Regions from separate parts of the Rattus norvegicus genome. Here region 2 is linked to region 1. A link is a contact called in public Hi-C data. All regions are on one chromosome and are shown on one strand. Each heading gives the region's core, a stretch centred on a gene start, on an enhancer-like site or on the middle of the called end of the contact. The rest is flanking DNA. Distances are from core to core; before and after follow the strand shown.

Evidence for each region. A called contact is a pair of places that touch in the nucleus more often than the background predicts.
Region 2: a contact with region 1 is called in a Hi-C map of the A7r5 cell line, with 1.7 times the contacts expected there. The contact joins the promoter of Wfdc2 here to the enhancer-like site in region 1. A contact is called at or near these places in 5 of 12 Hi-C or Micro-C datasets (the A7r5 cell line, Schwann cells, kidney and 2 more).

The regions. Positions count from the first base shown.
Region 1 is chr3:173,668,686-173,671,385 of GRCr8, forward strand. The region is part of intron 1 of LOC120101784 (a long non-coding RNA gene); the gene reads left to right. Among named protein-coding and RNA genes, the nearest start is that of Pigt, 23 kb to the left of the region's middle. Within about 2 kb of position 1,291, at least 5 of the 93 cell types and tissues checked have an H3K27ac peak or open chromatin away from gene starts, as enhancers often do. A contact at or near this core is called in the A7r5 cell line, where this site is marked.
Region 2 is chr3:173,705,189-173,707,888 of GRCr8, forward strand. Wfdc2 (WAP four-disulfide core domain 2) reads left to right here and starts at 1,287. Exons shown (of 5, transcript NM_173109.2): 1 at 1,287-1,401; 2 at 1,895-2,038; 3 at 2,607-2,700. The coding sequence starts at 1,323.

The sequences.
Region 1 (2,700 bases), core at 41-2,540:
AGCTTCAAACTTAGATATCTGCTTGCCACTGCCTCCCAAGTGCTGGAATTGAGGTCATGTGCCACCATGCCCACACCTGCAAAGTTAGAACCTGAATGGAAAGAGATCTCAGGTGACTCTTACATGTCTGTGAAGTGCTTCCGCCCAGCCTTTTGACTCCAGCAGTCAGGAGCCAGAAGCCTGAGCCAATGAAGAGACAGGTAACAGAGGTGACCCCAGCTCCTCTCCTTCCTCACTCCTCTCCAGTCACATCAGTTCCCCTCAGCTTAGGCCTGGGAAGTTGCACAAGAGCCCAGCCAGGTCAGGAACGAAGCCTGCTTCTTGCTCTGCCTCTGTATCAGTTCTTGTCCTTTTGCTCGCCCTAGTGGCCAGGTAGGGTGACCTCAGCAACTCTTGGCTCACCTCTGTGGTCAGAAAAATGAGAGTGCCTCTCTCCCTCATGGTGTGGATCTCAAGCTGGGCTGGATATCGGTGGGCCACTCCCTCAATCTCTGCCCCCTCTTTATCCGTGCACATCTTGTAGGCAGGACAAACTGTGGGCGGAAGGTTTTGTATGTGTGTGTGGGTGGGTGGGGCCTGTCCCCACCCCTCCAGTGGAAGTCTTGCCTGGAAACAGGAGGTGGCTGTTTCAGGTTCCATATCCCCATGGCTAGGAGTCTTTGCTAGCTAGGGTCAACCTCATAGGTTCCTGGGAGTTTCGGAGGGGAGATGGGAGGGAGAGACTAGGAGGAGGGAGGGGAAGCTGTGATCGGGATGTAAAATAAAAAAAATTAATTAAAATAAATAAATGAAACAACTAATAAGGAAACGAAGATGCGTCTTGGAAGGACTCCAGAGGCAAGGGGAGAAGCTGGGTAGAGCGGAGCTCTATCTGCATATTTAAACTTTTAAATTTTAACCCACCCATCAATTAATTAACTTTAGCCCAGGCCGGAGGGACCTGCAACCCTGCTTGCCTTAGTCTCCCAAGGGCTGAGACTCTAGGTGTGTACCACCAGTCCCAGCTTCTCCCTGGACTTTCCCGGGAGAATCCGGAAGTTTTAGCTCCAAGGGCTCTTCAGGACTCTAAGAAGTTCATCTAATCACACACTCCTCGGAAAGCCTAGTGGGATCCCAGCTTCCATTTGAGGCTGGCTGCAGTCCCTCCCTTGAACCTCACTGGGGTGTAATAGAAAATAAAACAAAAGAAAAGAAAAGAAAAACAAATATTCGGGCTCTTTCACCAATTCCCAGAAAGGTTCGCCAGCTACTCACCACATTTACCGGCTTGCGTATGCTAATGAGATGACTCAAACCAAGAGCCGCGGGCTCTTCTGACGTGGGCAGCTGCTGAAAACCCGCAGACAGGTGGTTAAAACTTTAGCAATTTCAGCTCCGCCCTTCATGATCTCCAGAGGGGCCAGTGGGCTCCTGAGACGATGAGGCACCCAGTCATACCTATGTAACAAAACCTCAATAAAGCCCCTAGCTTGTGGGTTTGGAAAACCTCCAGGTTGGCAAACACCCCTGTGATTGGAGGGAGGCGCACCCCGGAGACAAAGGGGAGTCTTTCCCTTGCCCCATGCATCTCTATACCTGGGCTCTTTTAGAGCTGTGTCCTCTAACCCAGACACTGCGCAAAGTGTCTTCCTAAATTCAGTGAGAGGATTATCAACCTGAGATGGCTGAGGGGTTGTGGAACCCCAACTTTTAAATACCCAATAGTAAATACCGAGACTCTGGAACTCAGTCTTACCTCCTCATCATACCTCATGGAACATCGGCTTCCGGGTGGTCAGTTGTTTCGGAGCTGGGGACCAAGCTGGGGACCGAACTGGGGACCGAACCCAGGGCCTTGCGCTTGCTAGGCAAGCGCTCTACCACTGAGCTAAATCCCCACCCCACCCCCGGGCCCAGCACTCTAAATCCAGGGACCTGCCTAGAATAGTTTCCTGATGATTACAAAAGTCCCAAAGCCACGATCTCATAAACAGCATGGAGTCCTTACAAAAACAGGATGTCTTCCCAGCGCACTGCAGCCATTTCCCAAAGGCAGTAACTGTTCCTTTATTGATTTACAAACTTACCACTCGTGTGGATGCCTGTGCAGCATGAATACATGTGCATTGTGCAGCACGGCTCTGAACACGGTAGCGACAATTTTGGGGGTTTGGTTTCTTTGAAAAAAGAAAACCACAGAAATATTGTCAGAATATGCTTTTGTTTTAATCCCAGGTGTGGGATATGGGGCTGCTTCAGACTGTCCAAGCAGCTGACTATGATTTGCCCTGTGCTGTAGCAGGGGCAGGATTTTTCCAGCTGCAGATAGCCTCTGTGATTGTGTGACATTTGGAACGCTGGGAACTTTTTGGAGGATACACACATGCTAGAGCCTCAATAGGTGGTGGTTGTTGTTGGTCTCAGTTTGTTAAGTAGTCATGCACGAAGAAGAAGAAGAAGAGGAAGAAGAAGAAGAGGAAGAAGAAGAAGAGGAAGAAGAAGAAGAAGAAGAAGAAGAAGAAGAAGAAGAAGAAGAAGAAGAAGAAGAAGAAGAAGAAGAAGAAGAAGAATGGGAGGAGGAGGAAGAGGAGGAGGAGGAGGAGGAGGAAGAAGAGGAGGAGGAGGAGGAGGAGGAGGAGGAGGAGGAGGTTAGATATCCTGACCACAAGGATAAAACTTGGGCTAAGGAGCTTGATGCCCCAATCAGCAGGAAGTAGTCTA
Region 2 (2,700 bases), core at 37-2,536, 36 kb after region 1:
AGCTTCAGAGTCCAGGAGAGCAGGACAGCAAACTCCACAAGGATACTCCTAGCAACAAAGGAGGGCTAGGAAGGGTGAGGAATTATTGTGGAAGTCTACACAAATTCAAATGGGGAGGCTCTTAGAGAAAAGTCTGTTCCTGCACATGCCCAGTGTGGTGGTTTGAATATGCTTGGCCCAGGGACTGGCACTATTTGAAGGTGTGGCCTTGCTGGAGTAGGTGTGTCACTGTGGGTCTGGGCTTTAAGACTCCCATCCTAGCTGCCTGGAAGCCAGTCTTCTCCTAGCAGCCTTCAGATGAAGATGTAGAACTCTCAGCTCCTCCTGCACCATGCCTGCCTGGATGCTGCCATGCTCCCACCTTGATGATAATGGACTGAACCTCTGAACCTGTAAGCCAGCCCCAATTAAATGTCCTTCTGAGAGTTGCTTTGGTCATGGTGTCTGTTCACAGCAGCAAAACCCTAACTGAGACACCCAGTTGGCACTGCTAAGTTTTACTTGATAATACAGGGAAAATAAAGTATAATAATGCCTGCTTTGCATAGTCAGATCCTAGAGGAAGAGATGTAGATTCAAAATCTTGTCTGAACAGGAACCCCGGAATTTAGGTTGGGGACCAGCCTCTGAGTCCAGCCTGCCTTTCATATATAGGTGACTGAAATCACTCTCTAGTCCTAGTACTGGGCTACCCCATCCTGCCCTGATGGACTGAGGTGGGACAAGGATAAAGATATGCCTGAGAGGGCTGGAAATTGCACGGGGTTGCTCCTTCCTGGACAAGCTCCTTGTCAGATGGGTTCTTTTGTTAACAGTGTTATTTCTGTAACCTCCACTACACCAGCCTCTACTAATCCCTGACCAGGGCTCTGCATGCTGAGCTGTCCATCCCAGCCCAAGTCTTGGCCACTTAATCCACAGCATCTTGCCTCCCTGCAGCCTTGCCATTTCCGCCTTAATCCTGGACTCTAGTCATTCCCGGGAGGACAACGGACTCATTTAAAAATGAGCCCAGGGACCCTGTATCTGGGCCTTCCACTCCAGCTGCCCTGCCTTGCCCTCAGGCCCTAGAAAGGTAGGAAGAGAGGGAGGGGTGGACAAGTGTCCGGCTGCAGCTGGCTTGGAAGCTGTCTCGGTTCCTGGTTCCCACCTGAGCCAAGAGTGACACCTGATCCCGGGGGATTGTGAAATGGCTTGAGGTGGCAGGGCGCCCGCACTGCCCGCTGTGCTTCCTACCCGCCTCCTGCACCCCTCACTCGGCCCCGCCCCCCGGCGCGAGTGGTTAAATCCCCCCCATTCAGGCTGCAGGTTACACCTGCACCATGCCTGCTTGTCGCCTCTGCTTGCTGGCCACAGGCCTCCTACTCGGGCTGCTGCTGTTCACCCCCCTCTCAGCCACAGGTGAGTGCAGCCAGGAGTTCAGTCTCAGAAGTGGGGGTTCTGGGACAAAAGTGGGAGGCCAGCGAAAATTTAAATTTTGGATCTCTGGGGCCTACGGCTAGTGATCCTTGAAGCTTAGGGTCTGGGGTCCAGTGTACTGGAGGTGGCGAGACCAATGAAGGCTTAAAAAGTTGGAGGGGCGGAGGCGCTCTCAGCGCTGAAAGCAGAGACCGGATGAAGAGGAGCGGGAAGCTCCTTGGATGGCTGAAGTTTCCAGGCAGAAGCTCAAGTCCCCAGAGGACTGGGGACTCTGAAGCCAAGCATTAGGGATCTCTCTAGTGTCCGAGACCCCTGGCCCAGAGATGGGGCCCTCTGGGGTGTTATGGGGGCCCTTGGGCCCGATAATCTAAAATCCTTGGGGTTGAAATTTGGGTATCTTGGAGAGGGGAGTGAGTATGCCGGTGGGACTGGGTCCCGTTCTCCCTGAAAATTCTCTGCTGCCACCCATTCCAAGGCACCAGAGCAGAGAAACCCGGTGTGTGCCCCCAGCTCGAACCAATTACTGACTGTGTGAAGGCGTGCATCTTGGACAACGACTGCCAGGACAACTACAAGTGCTGCCAGGCCGGCTGCGGCTCTGTCTGCTCCAAGCCTAATGGTAGCCCCACCGCAACCTAGCGGGGACAGGGCGGGGCTGCGAGAGGCGGGAGTGCCCGGGTTTGACGAAGATGGGTATCCCAGACCCAGGGACCCCCGAGAAGCGGTGGAAACCTGATCCACATGTGCCCTCCTTTGTCTGCCCTGGGGTAGATGCGAAGGACAAAGGCGTCACAGAGGCGCGGCCCAGGAGGAGGAGGTCCCCCTCGTTCCTGGCTGGACTCGATTCTCTGGTGCATGACGGGCTTCCGGGCATGCACAGTGAGACTTTGTTCCGGGACCTGCGAGCAGTGGCTTCCTAGGCTGGAATCCAGAGGGCAAACCCTGGGTGGCATCAGGGCTAAGGACTTCTTGCTTATGGGAGTCCCTCTCGCAGGGTCTTCCACGGCCTGGCAAGATTTGTTCCCGAGGGAGGGAAAATGTTTGCCACATCCTAAGTCCGTGGAAGTGAGCCTCCAAAAGAAACGTTCTTGCACAAAGTTACACTGCCATCCTGTGGCTGGTAGAGGTTCCCTTTCTTCCTTTGACACTGGATTTCCGTCTTGGATCTTTATTTCTACCCACTTCAGGGCTGAGCGAAGGAAAACTCTCCAGGACCGCGACGGGTACAACGACTCTATCAGCCGGCCTTGCCCGCACATCTCCTCTATCGAGAGGTCAAGT